Regions from separate parts of the Sus scrofa genome. Here regions 1 and 3 are each linked to region 2. The links are chromatin contacts, called in public HiChIP or PLAC-seq and promoter capture Hi-C maps. All regions are on one chromosome and are shown on one strand. The core of a region is the stretch at or near the end of the contact, and the rest is flanking DNA. Distances in the headings are between cores, read along the strand shown. Region 1 holds the start of STAT3 (signal transducer and activator of transcription 3). Region 2 holds the start of RAMP2 (receptor activity modifying protein 2). Region 3 holds the start of STAT5A (signal transducer and activator of transcription 5A).

Evidence for each region. Promoter capture Hi-C pulls out the DNA fragments that hold promoters and counts their contacts. HiChIP or PLAC-seq counts read pairs in DNA pulled down with a chosen protein or histone mark.
Region 1: an H3K27ac HiChIP or PLAC-seq map of alveolar macrophages shows a contact between it and region 2. The contact joins the promoter of STAT3 here to the promoter of RAMP2 in region 2. A contact is called at or near these places in 1 of 47 Hi-C or Micro-C datasets (liver) and 1 of 2 datasets of contacts at active chromatin or transcription factors (alveolar macrophages).
Region 3: a promoter capture Hi-C map of fetal liver shows a contact between it and region 2, with 4 times the contacts expected there. The contact joins the promoter of STAT5A here to the promoter of RAMP2 in region 2. A contact is called at or near these places in 1 of 5 promoter capture datasets (fetal liver) and 1 of 2 datasets of contacts at active chromatin or transcription factors (skeletal muscle).

What each region holds. Positions count from the first base shown.
Region 1 is chr12:20,405,941-20,408,758 of Sscrofa11.1, reverse strand. STAT3 (signal transducer and activator of transcription 3) reads right to left here and starts at 1,443. Exons shown (of 25, transcript NM_001044580.1): 1 at 1,331-1,443.
Region 2 is chr12:20,093,159-20,095,858 of Sscrofa11.1, reverse strand. It overlaps RAMP2 (receptor activity modifying protein 2), which reads left to right and starts at 1,433. Exons shown (of 5, transcript NM_214082.1): 1 at 1,433-1,551; 2 at 1,989-2,054. The coding sequence starts at 1,452.
Region 3 is chr12:20,497,386-20,500,085 of Sscrofa11.1, reverse strand. STAT5A (signal transducer and activator of transcription 5A) reads left to right here and starts at 1,301. Exons shown (of 19, transcript NM_214290.1): 1 at 1,301-1,345. It also overlaps a transcript of STAT5B not described here.

The DNA.
Region 1 (2,818 bases), core at 194-2,693, 310 kb before region 2:
GTTTAGTAGAAAATAGAAAACTGGCTGAATCAGTCATAACGCAGCCTAAATCCAAAAGATTGAGACTTACTGTTCTGATTTATTCAAACCAATGCTTTATCAGCACAACCAGCCAAAGAATGACAACCCATAGGCAGAATAAACATACCCTTTAGATGCACACCCCCAAAAAACCAGCAGATACACATTATATACATTTTTAATAAGGGTTAACACTATCCATCCAATTTGTATAACACAGAGGGATGTGGACTAAACATGGAGAAAATGACTTCATGTTGGTTTGAATCTTGCTAACCGAAATGCAACCACACCCCCCAAACACAGGTAAAGTTTGCACACTTGGTTCTGCCAAGGCCAGCCTGTCTTTGTTTCCCTCTTCTCTGCATTTACCCAAGACCTTGGCTCTGAGACAGAAAACTCCCACTCTCGATTGGTTCATTCCGGCCTATGCAATTAAGCAACACCACAATCCAGTAAACGCAAGGGCTCAATTATTTATCTTTTGGCCAAGTTTACCAGGTGTTTATAAAAGAACAATGCCAGGAGGAAAAAGGTTTATTTCTCTCTAGAGTTGGTTTGATGGGGGTTTTATTTTGTTGGGTTTTTTTTAAGAAGGGGGAGGAGAGAAACACGATTTAACCTAGAAAAAGACGAGAGGGAGTTTAGAAAGAGAACGAGATTGTCAATTTCCCTACAGGAAACTTGATTCTTATGCAATAACCCTAACCATGAACAACCAGCCCGTGAGGCTGGAGGAGGAAGACACCTATTCCTACCTCTCCAGGGGGGCACAGCTGGATCCTACAGGAGCGGGAACTGGACAAGACGGAGGAAGTGGCTCAGCCGGAGCCGCCGGGCCCGGCCGGGGGGGCGGGGAGGAGGCGCTTGCCAACCCACCCCTCCGTGATCTTCGCCAGCATGACAGTCGCTCCTGCGGCCGGAACGTCCCCAGAGCCCCAAGGAGCAGGAAGTCGGGGGCTGTCCCTCACTCCTGCCACCGCCACTCTAGAGTGCCCTGGCCCCAATGGTCCTCCCCCTCGAGCCCCTTCTCACTCTTCCACCGCGTCTCCTCTTTCTCCAAAGAATGAAAACTTCCTTCCAGCGTACCCTGTCCCTTCAGAGGCCGACTCCTGTCATCCTGGGAACGACCCTTCAGAACGACCCTCCCGGTCTCTTCGTATCCCCTCTGCCCTACTGAAGCTTCTGTCCACTACTCCCTCAAACACCCCAGAGCATCTCAGCCCTTCTGGCACCCACCCCTGGATCCCCGGCCCGGAGGCCGTCGCCCGGGGAGGGGGGGGGCGGCCCCACCCTTAACCCCCTTCACCTGCTGCTCCGGCTGAGGCCCGACTGGCCGGGGCTGCGCTTGCGCCGGGGTGCGGGCCGCAGGGCTCCCTCAGGCCGCAGAGTCTCCCCTATTAGACACGGGGAGAGCGCCAAGTAGGGGTGCTCGTCAAGGATCCTGTTCGGGCTCGCTCCCTCCGCGGCGACGTCGGAACCCCAGGCTCCCCCTCCCGGTCTACGCCGCCGCAGCTCCGGAAACCGCTGAATTACAGCCCCTCCAGCCAATCCCCGCCCAGCCCCCGCCTGGCCTGGGCACTCCGCTCATGCATTATTCATGAGACGACCAGTTTTCTCTGCCACACAGAGGCCCTGGTGAATGTACTGTATCTCCGAAGCCCCACCCACTTGCCAATGAGGAGAGCTCCTTGGAGAAGGGGCGGAGCCAACACAAGGCCGGGAACGCCCCTGTACTGGCTGTTCCGAGGGCTCACTGCTACTCCCTCCGCAACAGTAAGGGAAGAGCCAAGGCCTTGGGCTGAGAGACCCGGAGGGAGGGAAGAAAGATGACCGGAATGTCCTGCTGAAAACTCAGCTGAGTTCCTGGCAGTGTGTGACGTCAAGACACTTTAAATGCCCCTGATGCGGCTCTCTTTTGCCTACTCTCCCTTTTCCCGGCCCTTGGCACCACGTGGGGGTGAGTTAGGAGCCACTTACCACGTGGGAATCAGCCAGTTAAACAGTACCCAGGTATCGCCAGATACTCTAAGACCTCAACGGCTGAATTGGGTTTTTGGGGACAGCCAAAAGAACATGGGTGACTCCCGCCTGCTTTGAACCTCAGTTTCTGCGTGAGTCGAGACACACACACCCGGAAACATGACGTGGAAGTAGAGTAATTACTAGAGTGCGTGGGGAGAGGGTAGTGGATTTAACCCCGTCCTCCGTTCCGTCTCTTCAAGCATCAAAGGCCAACACGACTCGCACATTGGCCTGTTCACGGGAATGCAGGAGACAGTACAGATAAAGAATGACACGTATACACATTGTTTTTATGTGTCTGAGTTGAAATACTTGAAATTGCGTGCCTTTATCTTTTTCGCCTGTCTACTTCGAGTGCAAGTTCTACTCCATTGAAACCAGTAGTTTATAGGAAATGTAGACATTTTATCTTGCATAATAGAGGATGTACTTTGCATAATAGAGGATTGTATGTATGTGCTGGTACAATCAGGGTTTTAAAAAATAACAGCTATTAGTGCTTATTTGTGTTTATTGTGTTTGTTTAGTACAAAGAGGTATTAAGATGAAATCCAAAAAGGGACCTTTTATCAGGTGTTCCCACCGTCCAGCGGAAATGAATCTGACTAGCATCCATGAGGAAGCAGGTTGGACCCCTGGCCTAGCTCAGTGTGTTAAGGATCCAGTGTTACCATGGGTTGTGGTACAGGTCGAAGACGTGGCTCTGATCTGGCATTGCTGTGGCTGTGGTGTAGGCCGGCGGCTGCAGCTCTGATTCAGCCCCTAGCCTGGG
Region 2 (2,700 bases), core at 184-2,683:
AACCTCTTGACCCTACCCCTGGTGGTACAAGAGGTTATCAGTGGCCATGATTTAAGAGCCTAAGACCCTGAGATAAAGATTTGAAGAGAGATCGTGACAGATAATTTGTGGTGGGCAGGAATCAGTAAACTGGGACAACAGCAGCAGCTGAGTCCAAGGGTCAGTGTCTGGGAGTAATTTAGGAAAGTTTGGTGCTGACAGCTGTGTCTGGAGTTGAACGTCATGGCCAAGGCAGCTCCTGGGATCCTCCGCTGCTTCAGACTAATGAAGCTCTGGCTCAGGACACGGAGACAGCTGTGGTGTGGCAGAAGTCACAGCCGCTGGGGCCCCAGGCTCAGCCTTCCTGCTTCTCAGAAGAGCGACCTTAAGCAAGTCCTTAGGAAAAGAGGAAAGGAAACCAGTGTCTGCTGAGTTCAGTGCCCTTTCACAAGTGTCACCCTCACTATGATTTAGTCCCACGTTCACACAGAAGGGATCAGAGAATTCTTGATGGTAACTGATGTCATTCCAGGCTATAGAGCTGGAAAGCGGGAAGGCAGGACTCCCGGGGCTGAACTCAAGTTCTGGGCTTTCCTCTGAGCTTTAGCTTCCTCCTCTGTAAATTATGCACCCATCTCATGAATGAAGCCACACATTGTAGGTTCTAGTCTAAACTCTTCCTTTCTCACAACCTTGGCCTTGAAGGGCTGTGGCTATTTTCTCCTTGCGGGGGGAGTAGTCTTACTTTTGCCCCTGCCCTCAATCTGCTTTGTGGGTCTAGGGCCCAGGGACTGCCTCAAAGGGAGGGTATGGGCTTTGGTTTCCCCTCTACCCCCATCCCCAGGCCTTCTCCCGACTCGGAAGGGCTGGCTCCCTCTTTTCCTCCCCGGTTTTGGCAGGCAGGCCGACAGCAGTGGGTGTTCCCAGGGAAAGGGAACGCGGAGCCCAGCTCAAGGCGCCCCTTCCCCCACGGCCCAGGACAACCCCAACCCCCAGCCTTAGATACTGAGGCGTCGAGAGAGGCCCTCTGAGCTCCCAGCCCCCTCCCTCTCCCCACACCCTCCTCCCCCAACACTCCCCCCACAAACTCGCGGAGAAAGGGAAAGGGCGACTAGAGTGCGGGGAGCGGGGAGCGGATGCTGGGAGACCCCGGCGAGGCCTGGGCGCCATGCAGCAGAGCCGAGGAAATGATCCCGGTTCTGGGGTTACGAGGGGAGCTGTCCAGCCACACGGGGTGAACTGGAGGAAAGGGTGGGCCAACGCCGGCCAGGCGGGCGCCAGGGCCGGGTGGGGCAGCGACTCCCCCTCCAGCCCGCGGGCCCCGGGCGTCGCCCCCGCCCCCCACGTGGCCGCAGCCGTCCCAGCCCCTGCGAGGAAGCGGCGCGGCTTCCTGCGGCTGGGGACGAGGATATTGGCGCCCCCGCCAGCGCCCGGCTCAGCGCCGCCGCCCCTCCTCGCCTGCTCGCCGCGCGATGGCCTCGCTGCGAGCGGAGCGCGCCGCCGGGGGCCCGCGGCTCCCCGCGACCCGCGCCGGGCGACCGGCAGCGCTCCGCCTCCTCCTGCTGCTGGGCGGTGAGCGCAGCGCCCCGGGGCCCGGGCAGGAGGCGCGGGAGGCCCTGGAGGGGAGGGGGGCTGGACGGCCGAGGCCGGAACGGCCCCGGGGTGCGGGTGCGGACAGCGCTGCCCTTCGGACGGCCCCGCCTCGGTGAGGACGCCGCGCGGGCTGCTTCCCACTTGGCGAAAGCTGGGGTGCCAGGGCCCCTCCGAGAGGTCTTGGGAGGTCTGGGGCTGATGTGGAGGCAGGGGGTTTGGGTATGAGTGGGAAGGAATTGGTGCAGCCCCTTTCTTCCGGGCACCCGGTGGGGGCCTGCCTTACTCCTCTTTCTCTTCTGAGAGTAGCCCTGATTTCCAAGAGTCTCGGCCCCCAACCCACAACCCCCCCTCCTCCAGGCTCCACCGCCCAGATCCCCATCCGACCGCTCATTGCTCTCTTTCTTTTCTGCCCACAGCTGTCCTGAAGCCCCAGGAGTCCCTGGCTCAGCATTTTCCCACCCCAGATTACTTAAATTTAGAAGGTAAGTACCCAGTGGCTGTGGGAGGGTGGCTAGGGGAAAGGAAGAGAGAGGTCAGTGAACAGGGTCCCTTTCCCACAGGCTAGGCCCCAAACTTAGTTGGCTCCCCTAAATTCCCCTCTCTTTTCTCTTGGGGTTCCTTATAGTCTTTCTACCTCTCATCCCAGAGGGACCCCATCAGCTCTGAGCTGGTCCACCTCACAGTGGGTTAGAAAACCCCCCTCCCCCAAAAAAAGGAATTCCTTTTTTTTTTTTTATCTTTTTAAAGCGGCACCTGTGGCCTATGGAGGTTCCCAGGCTAGGGGTCAAATCGGAGCCACAGCTGCCGGCCACAGCCACAGCAACACCAGATCCGATCAGAGTCTGTGACCTATACCATAGCTCATGGCAACGCGGGAGTTCTTTTTTTTTTTTTTTTTTTTTTTTTTTTTTTTTTTTGTCGTGGCTCAGTACCTTATGAAACCCAGTGAGTATCCATGAGAACGTGGGTTTGATCCTTGGCCTCGCTTAGTGGGTTAAAGATCCCGTGTTGCTGTGAGTTGCGATGTAGGTCCCAGATGCTGCTCAGATCCTGCGTGGTGTAGACTGGGAGCAACAGCTCCAATTTGACCCCTAGCCTGGGAACTTACATATGCTGCAGGTGCGGTCT
Region 3 (2,700 bases), core at 52-2,551, 400 kb before region 2:
GACTTCGCCACCTGCTCACAGTGACAGGCTGGAGTGCCCAGGTGCCAAGTAGGGCCCACTCACCGTGCGGCAGTGGGTTTGGATCTGCCACTGACAGTCCTCCTGACACTGGCCAAGTCAATTCCCCTCTCCAGCCTCTGTTTCCCCGTTTGTAAAATCATCTTTTCGGTTGTTTCCAGTGCTGACACTTGACTGTCATTCCAGGTGACTCCCTGGCTGTGTGTCGGACCCTCCTCTGGCCAAATCTGTTGCACAGAGGAGGGGAAGAAGGGGTGAGGGGGTAGCATGTTCCCTCATCCCTAGAGCAGGGTTTCCCCAATCCTTTTTGAACCCCTTTACCATTTCAATTTCTCTCCCCATGGTCCTACCAACTGAGACTGCGACCACACATGGAGTGTGTGTGGCGGGGGTGGATCTGCAGCTTTAAACTTCTAGTGGTCTCTGAAATAAAAGAATGAAAACGGGGAGTTCCTGTTGTGGTTCAGCGGTAATGAGCCTGACTAGTATCCATGAGGACGATCCCTGGCCCCACTCAGTTGGTTAAGGATCCGGTGTTGCCATGAGCTGTGGTGTAGGTCACAGATGCAGCTTGGATCCCGAGTTGCTGTGGCTCTGGCATAGGGTGGCAGTTACAGCTCCATTTTGCCCCCTAGCCTGGGAACTTCCATATGCCATAGGTGCAGCCCTAAAAAGCAAAAAGAAAAAGAAAAAAGAAAAGAAACTGGGGGAAGTAGTGAGTGGTGAGAAGATGGATGGGTGTGGGATGGGGGAGGGAATAGAGAGAAAAGGGCAGATCCAAGAAGGAATTAGGGAGGGAGGGAGGGAGGGAGAGGAGAATGATTCCCCCCAGGACACAAGGTCTTGGCCCAGCCAGCTGTGAGTGGGCAGCCAGGCTGGCCCCTCCCTTGATGCTGCCAATACCAGCTGCCAGGCAGAGGGGAGGCCCCAGAGGAGAGGGAAGCTGGGTAAAGGGAATGGAAGGCTTCCAGGGCCACCTTGCCCAACTCCACACGCTCCGCAGAGGGGCGCTCAGGGAGGGGGCTGTGAGCCAGGCAAGGCTCAGGGAGGGTGTTCCCTGTTGTGGCCAGGCCTAGAGGCAGTGGGGAGCTTGTGAGGAGGATTCAAGACGGCCTTCCCTGGACTTTCTGAAGATAGGACCAGCCTCAGATGTGACTGGGCTCGCGTGAACTGAGGGCCAGGATCACGCACGGATCATAGTCTGCGGATCAGGCCACGTGCCCACGGTGGGACCCCTTCCCCGCTCTGCACTCCACTTCTCATCTGCAAAATGTCAGGGGGTTGAGCATTTGACTGCCAGGGTTCGTTCTTGTTTCTACTGCAGCGGGTGAGTGCACGGTGGTGGGAGTGGTGGAAGGAGGGTGATGGGGCCCTCTGAGTGAGCTGGCTTCTCTGGAATCCCCAGTCTTTCCCCTGGCCAGGGCTTCGCCACTGAGATCACAAAAGCTGCGTCCCCAACCCACGTAAACACACACGCGTGCGCGCGCGCGCGCGCACACACACACACACACACACACACACATTAAAATTTTGAGTCTAGAGATTCAAGAGGTGACATAAGCTGGGGCTGCAGGCATCTCCAGCCGGTCCAACCCTTCCCTCCTCCCTTTTTACAGATGCGAAAACTGAGGCTGTGCTTTGGAATTTCCAGAGCCCGGGATTTCCCAGCCCTCCCACCCCCATCCTCCAGCCACCGCTTCGCCTCTTGCCCAGCACGGGCCGCGGCCGCTCCGCGGGGCCGCAAGCGAGGGCAGGCTGGGACTCCCGGGGGGACCCCGCCGTCGGGGCAGCCCCCACGCCCGGCGCCGCCCCGCCTCGCCTCGCCGCCTGAGGCCCGGGGAGCCAGCCACCGAGGGCGGAGGCAGGGAGAAAGCGACCGAGGCTGGGAGGGGTGGTAGCGAGAGCTCGCGCGCTGTGTATGGTCTATCAGAGGCAGCTGACCTTTGAGGAGGAAATCGCTGCTCTCTGCGCCTTCCTGTAGTAACAGCCGCTGCCGCCGCCGCCGCCGCCTCCGCCGCCGCCGCCAGGAGCCCGGGCCGGGAGCGAACGCCGGCCCCGCTGCCGGACGGCTCGGCGCGACCAGGTGGGTGGCCCGGCCGCGCGTCCCCGGCGGCGCGCGCCGAGAGGGGGCACTCGGCTGCTGCCCGGGCCCCCGCGCTCCGGGCCCCGGAGCCCGACAGCCGGCGGCGGCGTGCCGGGAACCGTCCCCGGGACCGAGAGGGAGTTTCGGCGCAGCGCTCAGCGCGGACGGGAGACGGGGGACGCAGAGGGAGGGAGGGGTCGAGGGTGGGCGCCGTCCCCGCCCGCATGGGCAGGGGGCGCTGTCGGACCGGCCAGAGGGAGACCGCGGGCACAGCTCAGGGGGTCGCAGCCCCAGAGAGGGAGCGTCTGCTTCCCCGGCTCTCGCCCCTTCGCGACCCCAGCCATGGGCCCGCCGTGACGGAGCCGTCCAGTGGGAACCGTCGGTGGCGTGGCCCTCACTTTGGGCCAGAATATCCCCGGTTCCCAGAAACGGGGACTCAGGAGTTCGAGGCAGGGGAGGGGGATTCTTGCAGCCTTCCCTAGAGGGCCCGTGGGCCTCCGCCGGCAAGTTTCTCTTTCAGTTTTTAAGCTGTTCCCCCCGGGGAAGCCCCGGTGGGGCGAGGGGAGAGGAAGAGGGGGAGGGCACCTGACTTTCGGGAG